Regions from separate parts of the Mus musculus genome. Here region 2 is linked to region 1. Evidence: chromatin contacts called from public HiCAR-type data. All regions are on one chromosome and are shown on one strand. The core of a region is the stretch at or near the end of the contact, and the rest is flanking DNA. Distances in the headings are between cores, read along the strand shown.

What was found. HiCAR-type assays count read pairs that join an accessible place to other places.
Region 2: a contact with region 1 is called in a HiCAR-type map of astrocytes, with 2.1 times the contacts expected there. The contact joins the promoter of Lncppara here to the promoter of Smc1b in region 1. A contact is called at or near these places in 2 of 39 promoter capture datasets (cranial neural crest and hippocampal neurons), 1 of 484 Hi-C or Micro-C datasets (nephron progenitors) and 1 of 115 datasets of contacts at active chromatin or transcription factors (astrocytes).

Annotation. Positions count from the first base shown.
Region 1 is chr15:85,127,567-85,135,035 of GRCm38.p6, reverse strand. Smc1b (structural maintenance of chromosomes 1B) reads left to right here and starts at 3,079. Exons shown (of 25, transcript NM_080470.1): 1 at 3,079-3,207; 2 at 5,177-5,365; 3 at 7,165-7,277; 4 at 7,365-7,469. The coding sequence starts at 3,099. It overlaps Ribc2 (RIB43A domain with coiled-coils 2), which reads right to left and starts at 2,937. Exons shown (of 7, transcript NM_026357.2): 1 at 2,656-2,937; 2 at 2,078-2,159. The coding sequence starts at 2,769.
Region 2 is chr15:85,700,695-85,708,163 of GRCm38.p6, reverse strand. It overlaps Lncppara (long noncoding RNA near Ppara), which reads right to left and starts at 4,391. Exons shown (of 2, transcript NR_110483.1): 1 at 3,874-4,391; 2 at 640-1,610. It overlaps Mirlet7c-2 (microRNA let7c-2), which reads right to left and starts at 1,561; the gene lies at 1,467-1,561. It overlaps Mirlet7b (microRNA let7b), which reads right to left and starts at 845; the gene lies at 761-845.

The DNA.
Region 1 (7,469 bases), core at 1,830-4,329:
GGCCAGGACAAGGCTCAGCACTGTAAAGAAACCCAAGTGGGCAACACACTGACAAAGTAATATTAACCTTTCGTGGGGCACACTGAATGAACTTCAGGAAGAATGCTTAAAATGTTGCCAAAGGCTGCAGAAGTAATGATGTGAGGAATGAGGCTGGGATTGTCCCACATACTGCTTAGTGAAGCATAACTTTACACACTTCTAATAAAGCAATCTGACCCACCCATCCACTCCAGTGTCCCTCTCACATGTACACAAGGGACATAACATTGGACAGTCACTGCAGCAGTATTAGCATATATATAATATATATATTATATATATATATATTTAAAAATCTCAATCCCAGAATGTCAGAATGTGGGAGGCAGAAGTCAGCCTGGTCTATGTGCCTTCTGTGCTACCTGCATACACAAATGTTCACACCACACACACACACCATATAGACACAAAGACACACAAAAGCAAGTTCATATTATTATGGTTATATAGATAGTACAAGTATAAACACATTGGAAATGCACACTTCTATAGAAGAAAAAAGTGGGGGGTGCCGGGCATGATGGCACACGCCTTTAATCCCAGCACTCGAGGCAGGCGTCTTTCTGAGTTCGAGGCCAGTCTGGTCTACAAAGTGAGTTCCAGGACAGCCAGGGCTATACAGAGAAACCCTGTCTCAAACAAAACAAAACAAAACAAAACAAAACAAAACAAAAAGTGGGGTGGGGGATAATAATGGGGGGGCACTTGTGCTATATACAATACAGTTCTCAGAACAAACTCTTAGAGGAAAAAAACTAGAGGCCAACATGGCAAATGTTGATATCGGACCTGGTGGTAGCTGCAGGTGTCTGTACCATTGGTGTTATAAGTTTGAGTTACTTTATAAATAAAAGTAAATAAGACTGAAAAGTTTGGAAAATGTATAATAGTATAAAAAAAGAAAAGCAACTTCCCTCATAATCCAACTCCTCCAACAATCACACAGACAACAGATTTTTGTCTTTTCCTGACCATGTTCTAAGACTTAGGTTGGTAGTCCATTCGCCTCTAAAATTTTATATGTCCACCTTTTACAAATTTACAAACCCCTGTGGTATTTAATAAAACAAACAAACAAACAAACAAACAAACAAATGTTCAATCGCTTGTGAAATTGCTAACCAAGAAAGGAAAAGTGGATTGTGTTTGAAATTCTGATCGAGGACCTAGAACGCGACTTGAACCACGTAAATCCCCGGGTGGCTCAGAACTTCCCACTCAACGCTGCTTTTTCTTGGCAGGAAGAACACACTCATCCAGTTAACTGAGCACAGCAAAGTGGGAAATGTTAAAAGAAAGATGGTGGAGATGATAACTCTGTGTGCGAGTGCGTGCTTGTGCGTGTGAGCACACGTGTGTGCGTGTGTCTGTGTCTGTGTGCCAGCGCGTGTGTACGTGTGCGTATTATGCATGTATGCGTGCATGTGTGTGCATTCACGCATGCTCCAGCACACAAGTGTCACTTGATACCAACAGCTGTCCTCTGTAGAAGGTCGGCCTTGAGTTTTGAAGCAGAGAATGTGTACGTATGTATTTAAAGTCTTTCCTTTTTAGAGAGAAAGAAATTTTTTAAAGAAAACACAAAACGATGCTAATATTTTAAAGATGTATCTCCTAAGATGTACATTAAAAATTCAAGCTGCCGGGCAGTGGTGGCGCATGTCTTTAATCCCAGCACCTGGGAGGCAGAGGCAGGCGGATTTCTGAGTTCGAGGCCAGCCTGGTCTACAGAGTGAGTTCCAGGACAGCCAGGGCTGCACAGAGAAACCCTGTCTCAAAAAACCAAAAACCAAACCAGTAACTGCGATAACTGCTTCTTCTTGAGAGGAAGAATATGCTTATTAAGCTAACTGAGCACAAAAAGGCCATAAGAACAACTCTGTGTATGTGCTCATACGTGTGTGTGTGTGTGTGTGTGTGTGTGTGTGTGTGTGTGTCTGTTCTTCTCAGCTGTAAGAGGAAGACATGAGGCCCTAAGAGATAGCTGATATTTTAGAGGCCGTAAGAAATAGCTGGGCATTTTAGAAGTGCTCACCAAAGGCTTCATGCCTAGCTTTGTCAGTTATTTCTTTTATCTTCTGGTCACGGACTTGAAAATCCCAGGCTTGTGTGTCTCCCTAGGAATGGACAAGGGAAGAGGGGTTAGAGCCAGCTAGCATTATTCAGTAGGCCACGAACCCTCTCATCTGGCCACAGCATTAAAGGTTCCCTTCCCATACGTGGAAGCCTTTGCTTATGGCTGGGTCTTCTGCCTGCGCTGTCAGCTGTCACCAGAGCTTCCTTCATTTCCTATATACACACACTCCCAACATTGTTTAAGTACCACTACTCTGTGAAGCCCTCTCTGATTTCCCCTCCAGGCTCCAGTCAGTGCTGGTGTAGATCCCACCACATTTTCTGTGTTTTAAAGTCTGCCTATTTCACTACTGCAAGGTCACCCACCTCCTGGACCTTACTCAAGCTAGCCAGAGCATTTGTCACCTGCAAGGAAGCAAATGCCTCGCTCCCAGAACTGGCTCCTGCTGGTAAGGTAAGGATTTCCAAATCTAGACAGCCAAACTTTGCTTCCATATAAAGTCTTGGCTCCTCTCTGTCCCGTCCCTAGTGCCTCACCCCAATGATCCTGTTCCTGGCGTCGAAGATCCGTCCCTGCCTGCACAGGTCAATGTACCGCTTCTTGGCTAGGTTGGCCTCCTGTTGTAGGTCCTTAGACATCGCTACCTCCATGGCTCTGGGACTCGGCTGGGCTTCAGGAGCTATCCGGAAAAAAAAAACACGGCAAGAAAAGCCCACAGAAATAAGCAAAGCTACAGCGCCGAGAAGCAGCGCCCACAAAAGTTTGAGAGCAAGTCTGTCCCGGCGGTCCGCTTTCCGCAGCGGAGCAGGGATCCAATTCCCCGGGCAACGCCAACCTCCGTTGCTAAGCAACGGCGCCTCGCTCGCTCTCCTTCCCCCGCGCCAGTCTCGCGAGACTTCGAAAAGAATTTCTTCCCGCGCTTTTTTTTTTTTTTTCCTCACGGGAGCACGAGGAAGCGGCTGAGGCACGGCGCGCAGCCATGGGGCACCTTGAGCTGCTGCTCGTGGAGAATTTCAAGTCGTGGCGAGGCCGCCAGGTCATCGGCCCTTTCAAGAGGTTCACCTGCATCATTGGCCCCAACGGCTCCGGTAACCAGCGCCCCAGAAATCCACGGCCTCGGGATCCACGGGCCGCTGTCGCCCGCTGTAGACCCGAGGGGACCCAGGGACCCACTCTCGGCTCTTGTTAACCTGAGGGGACCGAGCCACCCCCCAGCCCCCGTTGTCGCCTCCTGTGGGTCTGCCGGGACCGAAACCACAAACCCCAACTCCGTTGTGACTGTTGTAGTCCCGAGGGGACCCAGGACCCCTGTAGACCTTAGGGCACCCAGGGTCCCATGTTAGACCAAGGGCCCTCACTGTTGGCCTGAGGAAAGCCAGGGTCAGCCATTGCCCATTGCTGGCCTGAGGAGACGGAGGCACCCCAGGGCCCCCCCCCAACCCCCACGCTGTTGCCCCGACTCCACTGTTGACGGCTGTAGGCCCAAGGGAACCCAAGGACCGGCTGTCACCTTGAATCCCCCACCCCATCCTTGGTTGGCCTGAGGGGATGGAGCCACCCCAGTCCCCTGCTGTTGACTGCTGTAGGCCTGAGGGGACCCACGCCCCCCCCCCCCCCCCCGTTGGTCTGAAGGAACCAAGCCCCTTCGGCAGCCCAGCTCATCTATCTGTAACCCTCCCCCACCTCCCTATCTGAGGGGATCCAGGGACCTCTGAACCGCCCCCCCCCCCGTTGTTGGGGGACGAGAACCCACCATCAAACCCACCCCCCTCTCCCCTTTACCCACTGTAGACCAGAATGGGACCCAGGAGACCACTGGCCTGAGGTTTCAGTGTTTCCCAATGGACTAGACCCAAGAGCCCCGAATCCTGGGCCACCAACCCTTGCTGGCTGTTCTCATCCTTCCCCTGCCTTCCTTCCCTGTAGTCCCATCTCCGTCCCCAACCCCCATCTCAGCCCAACAACCGCAAGTACTAAGAATGAAATGGATTTGGCCTTTGTTGGAACAAAACAAAACACTTGTAACCCGAGCATAGTTAATAGGAAGAATTAAAGGGAATTTTAGAGCCCCAACGATAATTTCTAGAATAGTTTTCCTAAATCAGTCACTGCAGATGTCTGCAGTCTGAGCACTTAAAAGTTTTATAGTTTTGATAGAACAGACTCATCTTTAATATTCCTTATATAGCAAATCTACCACTGGGTGAAGATCTCATTGGGTGAAGATCTCCTTGTGGTTTAATGATTTGCTAGGAGATCCTTCAGTGTTTGACATATTGTTTACTCGGGGGTGATTATGCATTACAGTTGAGAAGTCCAAAGCAAACTCAGCAGTGGGAAAAGATAAATTCCTTCAGCAGTATGTTCTCATGTTGAAATATCACCTATCAAAGGTCTCATGGACTCAGTGCACAGGGAGATGGCACATGCCAAAATTCCAGACTCCTGGAAGGAAGCACATATTTAATTCTAGTCATGCCTTGCCAAGTTTAAGCACCATGAGCCATTATTACCAAGAAATTGTAGAACCCTTGCCCTGATCCAAGTATAAAAATCCTGAAGATTCTAGCAGTCTTATTCTTTAGAAGATTGTAGATTCATTTAGCGTTTTCAATTTTTTAAGTATAGAGGTATAGTGTGCTGTTGAAATGTTTATGCGATCATTTCTCTATAAAATGGGAATTACTAAAATAGAGTTGTTAAATGGTTTGCTCTAGTGTGATATCCAGTAATGGGAGAGTGCTGAGATTCATGTTTGTTTTAATTTTATTCACTTAATTCATTTTTGATTCATGTATTTATATCCTTACATTCATTAATTCATTTTTGATTCATGTATTTATATCCTTACATTCATACCACTCTGCCCCAGCTACATGAAAGAAACAGACCACCTACTTGGACTTTTAATCACATCAATTTTGAACAGTGACCAGACAAGATTTCTGAGACTTGCATATTGGTTATATTTCACTTCTATTGGTAGTTTGATTTCTTTGGCTCTGAGAAGGTTTTCAGTCATTAAGAATGAATCTTTAAAACTCTTTTCTTCTCCAGGAAAATCTAATGTAATGGATGCACTTAGTTTTGTAATGGGAGAAAAGACAACTAATTTAAGAGTAAAAAACATTCAAGAACTTATTCATGGAGCACATACTGGAAAACCTGTTTCTTCTTCTGCAAGTGTGACAATTATATACATAGAGGACAGTGGAGAAGAGAAAACATTCACAAGGATTATCCGAGGTAGAGAGAGAGGGGTGTGTGTGTGTGTAAATTATAGTTCAGGGTCTGATCGCCTGCTCACTCTTTGAAGTCTGGGACTTACTAATCACTGGTATAGTGAGTACAAGATTTCTTTCTTTCTTTCTTTCTTTCCTTCTTTCTTTCTTTCTCCCCCCCCCCCGCCCCCCCAGACAGGGTTTCTCTGTGTAGCCCTGGCTGTCCTGGAACTCATTTGTAGACCAGGCTGGCCTCAAACTCAGAAATCCACCTGCCTCTGCCTCCCAAGTGCTGGGATTAAAGGTGTGCGCCACCAGACCCAGCAAGATTTCTTTTTCTTAGAAGCATATAACATATATATATATATATACATATATATATATATATACATATATATATATATGTGTATATATATATATATATATATATATATATATATATATATATATACCTGTTTTATTTCCTGTTAAGACTCTTGCTTAAGCTGACTCACTTGTTCTATACTCTTACTGTCAAGTAACATTTTTTATACTTGGATACTTGCTTAAGATGAAGGAAGGAGCCTACCTCTAACATGGATACATCATACGACTTCTTCCTCAGCTTCTCTTTGCTTGTTAGTAAATAATTACATGTATATTTTTGGCGTATATACACTTAAATACATGTTTATTATTATTCATGAATTCTCTGTTACTCTAATAAACTATTATGTCTCATCTGTAATAAATATATCATGCTTGAACTTTATAGAGTTATAAAAAGTAGGTATATATTGTATTGTTGTTTCTTGTTGCTGTTTCTATTTCACTAAAAAATATACTCCCACCTTCCTTCCTTCCCTTATTCCCTTTCTTGACAGGGCCTTGTAGTCCAGGCTGACCTTTAGCTCACAATCCTACTCAGGCTCTAAAGTACAGCCATTGCACACATGCACTGTTATGTCTGACTTTACTACATTTCTAAAGAGTGAAAACTGTATTACTAACTTAAATTATATATATATTTAGAAACATAATTTAAGTATTTTTGCATTTTATTATTTGGAGTAGTCATTGGACAATTTTCTCACTTCCTTTTGGACATTTATTAGTTGTGAGGGTTCTCAGTATGTTGTTAACACAAGCTCAAGTGATCCTCCTAAAGGAGCTAGAACTGTAGGCCATGTCACCACACCTACCCATGTCACCATACCTACCCTTTGATGTTTTAAATGAGAATTCTTCATTTTAATAAAAATTCTTTTGTTCACTGTATTAAGAAGTGTAATACCAGCTGGGCATTGTGATGCAATACTCGGAGGCAGTGGTAGGGAGATCTCTGTGATGTCAAGGCCAGCCTGAGCTGCAAATCAAGTTCCAGAAAAGCCAAATCCTGTCTTGAAAAACTAAGAAAAAAAAAGCAGTACCTTCCTCCACATGCAGAAACAACCCAACCATCTTTCTTTTCCATCTTTTTCACTCCTTTCTTTTTTTTAGTTTTTCAAGACAGGGTTTCTCTGTGTAGCCCTGGCTGTCCTGGAACTCACTCTGTAGACCTAGGCCTCAGAAATCCACCTGCCTCTGCTTCCCAAGTGCTGGGATTAAAGGCGTGTGCCACCACTGCCCTACCTGTTTTCACTCCTTTCTGATACTACTTTCTCACATGCTATTTTATTTGAATATTTTGTTTATATCTCTAAGATATGAACTCTCTGAGATCCTTTAGTATGTAATATTTGTTGAGTAAATGAGCTTATTTATAAATATATTAGTTACATTATTGTAAAACTAGTCATTTCAATAAGAAAAACATTCTGTAACAGCTGATTTTGTTTACTTTAGGGGGGTGCTCAGAATATCATTTTGGGGATAAACCCGTGAGTCGTTCTGTGTATGTAGCCCAGTTGGAAAACATAGGCATAATAGTCAAAGCACAGAACTGTCTAGTTTTTCAGGTAAGCAGTTGTACTCATTTTATTTGATTCATTTTAAAAACATGTTACCACATCTTACATGCTGTTGTGCTTTACTGTTACTAATAGGGAACTGTAGAGTCAATATCCATGAAAAAGCCCAAAGAGAGAACCCAGTTTTTTGAAGAAATCAGTACTTCAGGAGAATTTATAGGAGAATATGAGGCAAAGAAA
Region 2 (7,469 bases), core at 3,142-5,641, 570 kb before region 1:
CTAGGTGCGTCAATGGAGGTGTGTGGATATGCAGAGTTGAGGCAGATTGGGTTCAGGACGGGAGCTGGGACTCGGGGGATTCATTATGGGGAGAAGGCCAGGACATCAGGGTCAAGGTATCCACCCACGAGGGAGGCCTTTGGTGTCTGGTCAGGTAAGACTAGGACTTTACCTTCCTAAGCTAACACTAGCTGAGGGCTGACCCTCACCCCACTACCACCACCTGAATGAAGGCTTGGGGTCCCTGGAAGAAGGGTATATGACCATTTGGCCCAAGATTAGAAAGCTACATCCACAGCCGTCCCAATACTGTCCCAAGGGAGGCAGGCACGAAGGGACAATAGGCCAGGAATTTCTCAGATCTGGTTAGGACCACAGGCTGAGGGACACTGGAAGCCAGTACTGTGCTCTGAGACTTGGAGTCATAGGGTCTGTTGTTCCACTCATGTGGAGGGGCTTGGGTGTCCAGGGCTTGGGCCACTAAGGGGCACATGGAAGATGAGGGGAGGGTACTGTTCACTACCCAGAGCAGCTCTTGCTGGCAATGTTTCATGCATGCAAACGTGTCAATGTGTGGTTGGCGATCTCATGTCCTCTACGGCCAGTCTCCGTATTTCCAAAATGACCAAAGACCAGTTGTAAGTTCATGACAGAACATCCTTTATTTATACCCAGGTCCCACGTCATAGCCCCCACCCAATCTGTGGCTCCATTTAGCTTGCTGAGCGGGGGCCTCCATGTAGCTGTGTCCCTGGGCGCCTCAGGGAAGGCAGTAGGTTGTATAGTTATCTTCGGAGGGGCAACATCACTGCCCTGAAACCACACAACCTACTACCTCACCCTGCGGTGTCCGTGTTCTGGAGGAGGCCCAGCCGCTCCCCACCCACCCTGGCCACAGGCCACTAGAGCCATAGGGCACAGGGCGGGGTGGGGGAGGGGGAAGTGGAGACAGAGGTTCAGTGAGAAAGGCCTGTGCCTACCAAACAGATTGAGGAAGCCTCTGGTGTCTGAACCCATTGCCCCAGGGACAGGGGACAGTGGCCTACACGGTCCATCTGCAGGCTGTACTCATGGGTGTGCTAAGAATGGCTCCTTTTCAATTTCTTCTCGGAAGAGACGCTTGCTCGTCAGAGGCCTGACCCTGCGCTGGAAAGCCTGGGCAACTCTGGAACATAGTTGAAGGTCTAGTCCAGACCCTCTTTTCATGGAGACCTGTGAGCACAGGTCTGATATGGGGCCAGGGGCAGGAAGGCCCCTTCAGTGTGGGCCAGGGAGAGAAGGTGCCCTGAAAATGCTGTCTGTTTTCATCGCTATGCCCCAACCCTTATACAGATGAGTAACAGCCCAGAGAGGTCAAGGGACTATCCAAGGTCTCTGTCAGGCTCTTTTTGCATGGTAGTTATCACCCCCCTGTCCCTCCCTCAGTCTCCCCAGCCAGGGCCGCCGTTGTATCCACTGCAGATATTGCGGCCACTTCAGGAAAGACAGTAGATTGTATAGTTACCGCAGAGCGGGGCAGAGCCCAAAACCATACAACCTACTACCTCACCCCAAAGGCCGTCAGTCAGTCTTGGCGTAGAGCTGGATGTTGTGGCTTCTTGAGGTCCCTCCTAGAGGAAGAAGGAGAGCTGGGGACATGGTGAGCCCCACCCCCCACCCCCGACACAGGCCGCTCAGTGCTGAGGGTATTAATAGACTGGGATTTTCTCAAAATGGGCCAGGGACATTTAAACAAAATCACAGAGAGAGTAAGGGGAGACGGGGAGACGGGGAAACGGGGAGAAGAGAGAGAAAGCACGGGGCACTGAGCACAGGAATGGCCACAATGGGGGAAGGGTGTCATTTGTTAAAGGCCACCAAGGTCCAGGGTGCTTCCAGTGTCCACCTGGCTGAGACCCAGCCTCTGTCCACTCAACTCTAGCGTAGTAGAATCACCAGGACTCCTGCTAAGTAGTAGCCTTGGGCATGTACCCTCTTCCCCTTAGGCAGGAAGAGCCCCCCCCTCGTGGGCTCTGGTTCTGTCCCTCCCTCTTCTCAGGGTGGCCTGAGCTGACCTTGCTGGGGGAGGCTCAAAACAGTCTTTCCTTGTGGGAGGCAGCCTAACTCCCCATGGTGGCCAGCCGGGCGCAAGTGCAGACCCTGGCTGGACACTCATGGCCAGTCTGTCCCTAACGACTAGCACTTCCAGAGGCCAGCAGAGATCGCTGAAGAAACTGAGGCTCAGTCTCTGGTCTCAGGTAGCTCTGCTCTCAGAAGGGAAAAAGACCTGCTTCTTTCAGGCCTCAGACCGGTTTGCCCAGCATGTGGAGGGAAGCCCTGTGCCCAGACCTAGGAAGCCAGGCAGCTTTTGCTCTCTGCATGAGCCCTAGCGTCTACTGTCACGCCTCCTTTCCTCTCTGCCAAGGGTCAAGGGACAAGTCCAAAACTCCTGGGTCAAAATGAAGCCGTTAGGTCTAAGTCCACATTGTGGCCCCAGATCCGGAGTCTATGGGGCAGAGGAGCTTAGGAACAAGGTTCCCAGAGCGCTGGTGTGGCCTGGCCCGTGGTGGGCAGGCCTGTGATGATAGGAAACACTAATCTTCCAAGCCCCAGAAGGAAATCTGAGCCACTGGGGTGCCATCCCCTGCCTCAAGCCTGGACCCTTTCACTAACAGGCAGGTCAAATACCCTCAAGGATGGTCCCTGCAGAGGCAGCAAGGCAGAAGAGGCGTGGGAAGAGAGTGGTGAAGGGCCCCTTTGGTGATCCTATCTATGATGGGTGGCCCAGGTGAGAAGGCTGAGGGGTGTCCCACACTGCTTAGCCTCTCTGTAGGCTTGACTGGCCATGGTTAATCTCGTCGGTTCTTAGGCTGTGCCCGGATGTGGTGGAATAGCTAGAGACCACATTGGTCATCTCCATCTGAGCCCAGCACCTCCCTCCCCCTCTCCGCCCCCAGAAGCACTTTGAAGGAGGAAAGAGGTCAGACATCAACCCCAGGTCTCTCAACACTTCGGGTTCTGCCCTTGGCTGTCAGGATACAAGTACGTGGGCAGGTCTGGCTGGAAGGTCGAGACTGGCCCCTCTGACTCTGGGCACCATCATGCATTTCCGTGGGGTCCTTTTGGCTGGCCCCTGGGGATTCTCAGCCACTCTACTTAGCAGCAGGAGGCCGGTGTATGCCACTGTGTCAGCCCCAAAGCGCCTTTTCTGCACTTGGTGAGCCTCCCTGAATCTGGGCTTCATTGCAACAGAAGCCTTGCAGAGCCCAAGCTATGGTAGAGAAACACCAGGACACAAGCACCCTAGTTCTAGCAAGGACAGTGGGCCACCACGCACTGTGCCTTAGCCCAACACGGGAACAGATGTGCCTCTGTCTCCCTCATCTGGCCTTTCTCTAGGCAAGACCTTCTGGCAGATCCTCCATTGATACCAAGTGGCCTGGCCTGGGGGAAGCAGGATCACACTGGGGGGATTAAGTGATGGTGCCCGGGGTACAGAGAAAAGAGAGGGACCTCATGCTGAGGTCCCCAGAGGTCTCTCAGGGCTCGGTGACCTTGTCCTCAGGTTGGGAGGCTACGTCTCTTCCACTTGGAGCTGGTGATGAATGGAACTGCACCTCTGTTAAGCCATGCCCAGTCTAAGTAGGCCGATACGGGGTCAAAAGTCACCATATCATATCATGGGTAGATGTGTCATCTGGGGTAGATTGCTGGGGGGTGGGGTGGGGCACAATACTGAGGGCAGGGGTTGGGGGGAGCACAAAGCCTCTAGGTAAAGACATCTAAGCTGAGGGCAGGTCCTGGAGCACTGGCAGGGATGTGCCTCTGACCCTAGCCTTCCTTACTCTCAAGTCTCCCTACTTTCCAGAGGAAGGACATTGGGGCCCTACTTACCACAGGGAAGCCATAGGCATGCAGAACTTCCTGCTTGGTTCCACTTCCTGACCACCTTGGGGGTTAGAAACAAAAGCAATGATCATCAACTTCAGAAGGGAGAAAGCCTGGCCCCTGGTGGCCTCCCCTGGCCACTCCTTAAGATCCTATAGCACAATGGCATTTTCATCCAGTCTGCCTTTTGCCTGGTGACACTTTGCATGCAAAGCCTTGGATGGAACGGCCTCTAAGCTCAGCCCTGTGCTGGGCATGTGGGTCAGAGACTATGCTCCAACTTCACCCATGGTGGGCAAGCGTGTTTTTGTGGGTGGCCAGTGGCCCGCGTGCAACTTCCCTAGGACATAGGGCAAATGGGGCTTGAACTCTCCCAAAGAGCAGAGACCCAGAGAAAGGGCTCACTGGACTACAGACTCACACCATGAATCAAGTCACTATCCTACCTCCCTCGGGCCCAAATCATCATGGCAGAGCCATTAGTAAGACAGAAGGAAGGCCAAGCAGGGACATGGGGACAGTGAGGGAGAAGCCTGGCCAGCTGAAGGGCTCTGGAGCTGAGCCTGGGGTACAGAATATGGAGACAAGGATCTGCCCACTTCTGTCCGTCAAGCCGGAGTGCTTTGTTGCAGGCCTTGTTAACACCCCCCTCCCCCAACCACGACTCAAGGATGGGAAGATGAGCCCATTGGCTACTGAGGGTCTGGTGAGGACACACAGGGTGGGAAAGCCCCCTCCCTGACTACCAGCCTCGCATGGGCTCCCAAGACAGCCGAGCTATCTGTCACGCTGACACCCTTTCTCGGATCCTTCCCACTGCGCCCATCAGCCCTGCCCCCAACCCACAAAGCCTCGAAATGCCCTGGGCAAGCCTCCTCTGCCCTCCTTGGCCATCTCCCAGGTCCTTCCCACCTCCTGGCTTTTGCTCTGGTCTGTCCGTCTGCCAGGAACCGCTGACCTGTTTTTCCTGTTTCTTTCCACAAGGCTCCTGCTCCCCGGGGGGGGGGGGGGGGGCAGGGGGGTGCTGGCTCTGCTCTGGTGAGGCTGACCCACAGGTGCCTGTCTTAGGCCGATTCCTCTCACAGTGCCTCTCCACACTCTGGTGGCAGGCATGGCTATCATGGTCTCTTCAGTTCCAGGGCAGCTCTACTCTACCTGTGGGGGACTTACGCTGGTTCCACAAGACTTCAGGGAGGGTCACCCTTACTGGATCTCTGGTCATCTCTAGAGCCATTTGTGAAGGAGAAGGAAAAGGCCCAGTTCCATATTTGGGAAGCGTTCCGATGTGTCAAGCCCACCTGTGAAACAGCCTGGCCTCGGGCCTGGGGCTTGGGACCCACAGAAATGACTCCTTTCTCAAGGGGTAACAAGGAAGGGGTCCTGAAAGAGACTGCAGGGACCCAGTGGGGACAGGCTGGAGGAGGGCCAGTGGCGGGGCGGGCAGGGAGTGAGCAGTCAGCAGACGCCCTGCCATCTGCCAGCCGCCACCTCTCAGTCCTGTCCCAGTCCTGCAGTGTCTGCCTGGGGGAGGAGCCAGGCTGGCCAGGACAGGTGTGCCAAAGGCCTAGGCAGGCAGGTGGCCCTTTCAGGGCTGGGCGGATGTCTGGAGGGAGAGAGGCAGACAGACAGTGTCACCCTGAAGTCACCTCAGGCTTGGCTTGGGGCCACCAAGAGCCAGACCCCCCCCCACAGTAACCCCCCCTCTCTTGGCTTCCCTGATTAGGTTTCTCCCATAAAGCGGCCAGTGTCTCTGCTCAGTAGGCCGTGCCAACAGCGAGTCTGGGAACGGCGGGAGGGGGTTGGCATCCGGCTGGGCAGAAGGCGGATCTCCTTGTGAACAAGGCCCATAAAGTTAAAAAGATGCACGCTCACTGGGTAGGCATGGGTCGACATGCCAGGGGGCAGGCCATGCCCAGTGGGCACCATCTTGGATCTAGCTAGGACAGGCATGTTAGGGGGTGAACAAGAATCTCATTCATCAAGACAAGTAACTTTGTGCGAGGTTTAGAGAAATGGTTAATGCAAAAGCCCCCTAGACACTACAAAGATCACATCTGAGTGAAGATGACCTGGGCTTTGCGGAGTCTCCCCTGGCTTCAGACTGGAACGCTCTGGCAGGTGTGTGGCAGAGTGCTGGACAGGCTTGGGTGCCCTCTTCCAAGCACGGACCAGTTACGCAGGGTCACACCCAGAGCTGGCATTGATATGCCTTCCACCTGGCTCTTGTAGCCTTACACACCTCATGATGGTCCCATGCTGGATCCGATCTGCACTCGGCTCTGTTTAGCTCAGGGTCTGCAGTGCTCTGGTGGCTTGCCTACCCCTCAATCTAGGGTCCATAGCAAAACTCAGGAGAGAAAAAAAAAAAGGAAGATTCAAGGTCTCAGCTGGCTGAGGAGGCCCATGTAGCTGAGCCTAGCTCTCCCCATCTAGAAACAGGGTCTGAGGCAAAGTCAGTTGGCCATGGACCTTCTCTGGAGAGCTAGCGAGATAGCTGTCTGATACGGACAGGATCAGAAGCCATGAGGAAGTTGCTGGCTTATGCCTAGGGCAAAGCACAGAAGGCCTGGAGTACAGTAGGGAAAGGCCACTGTGCAGGGACCCTGGTCCCTGGACTCAGCTCGGAGCTAGACATTTAGGCTACAGGTCACCAGCTCTGAGCACGAAGCTATGTGTTCATCTGTAGATATTCTCAGTCAAAGCCTCATCTGGGTCATAGGAGGGTGAGTGGGAATTGACTATAGACGTGACATCATGGGGACTCTGTCTGCTCTCTGACAAACCACCCCCCCTCATCAACTCCCCCATGGGCCTTGCCCTTCCTTGGGAGCCGTTTCCTGTTCTAGGAAGCTTATATCCCAGGATCCCAGGAGGCTCTGTCCTAGCCCTGCAGTGGGAAGGCATTGATCTGGGCCGGTAAATTGTGAACGTTCTGCTGGGTCTCTGGAAGGAGGGCACGGCCTGAACAAGTACCACTTCAGGGTGACAGAGTTTTCTGCCTGGAAGCTGTAGGGGAAGAAGCTTAGGGCCAACTTCCTAAATGAGACAGCTTGTCTCTCTACATGGCTTCTTGCTACCCTGGTGGAGAGATAGCAGGACCAGGCAGAAGAACAGTTACATAGCATCGAGTAACCCCCCCCCCCTGCTGCCCAAGAAGATTTTTACTTGGAGCTATCTCCTCATTTTTTAAGGGCCCTCCACCCCCCCCCCAACACAGGGGTAGCAGAGCCTTCCAGTCACTCCTGGCCTCCCAGAGCATGCCCTGGATTGTCCTACCTTGAGAAGTTGGAATGTACTGTCATTACGGCAATGACCAAGGCAGCCGGTTGTACTGTGGACCTGGACGGCATCATTATGGTAGCGCTCTGGGACGCGCGCTGCTTCTGATCTCTGGGAAGGCAGAGGAAGACTGTGAGCTTGTGAACAGGCACAGGAAGCTCTTAGGGGGCTTACAGTGGATCCCTGCTGAGCCGAGATGCTGAACCAGGCAGCCACTACATAGCGAGTAGGGAGGTGGGGGGTGGGGGACTGTGTTGGGGTAGTCAGAGCCTTGGTGGTCTGGTCCATTGGCCCTGTGGGTCTGGGAGTTAAGCAGCCTCGTC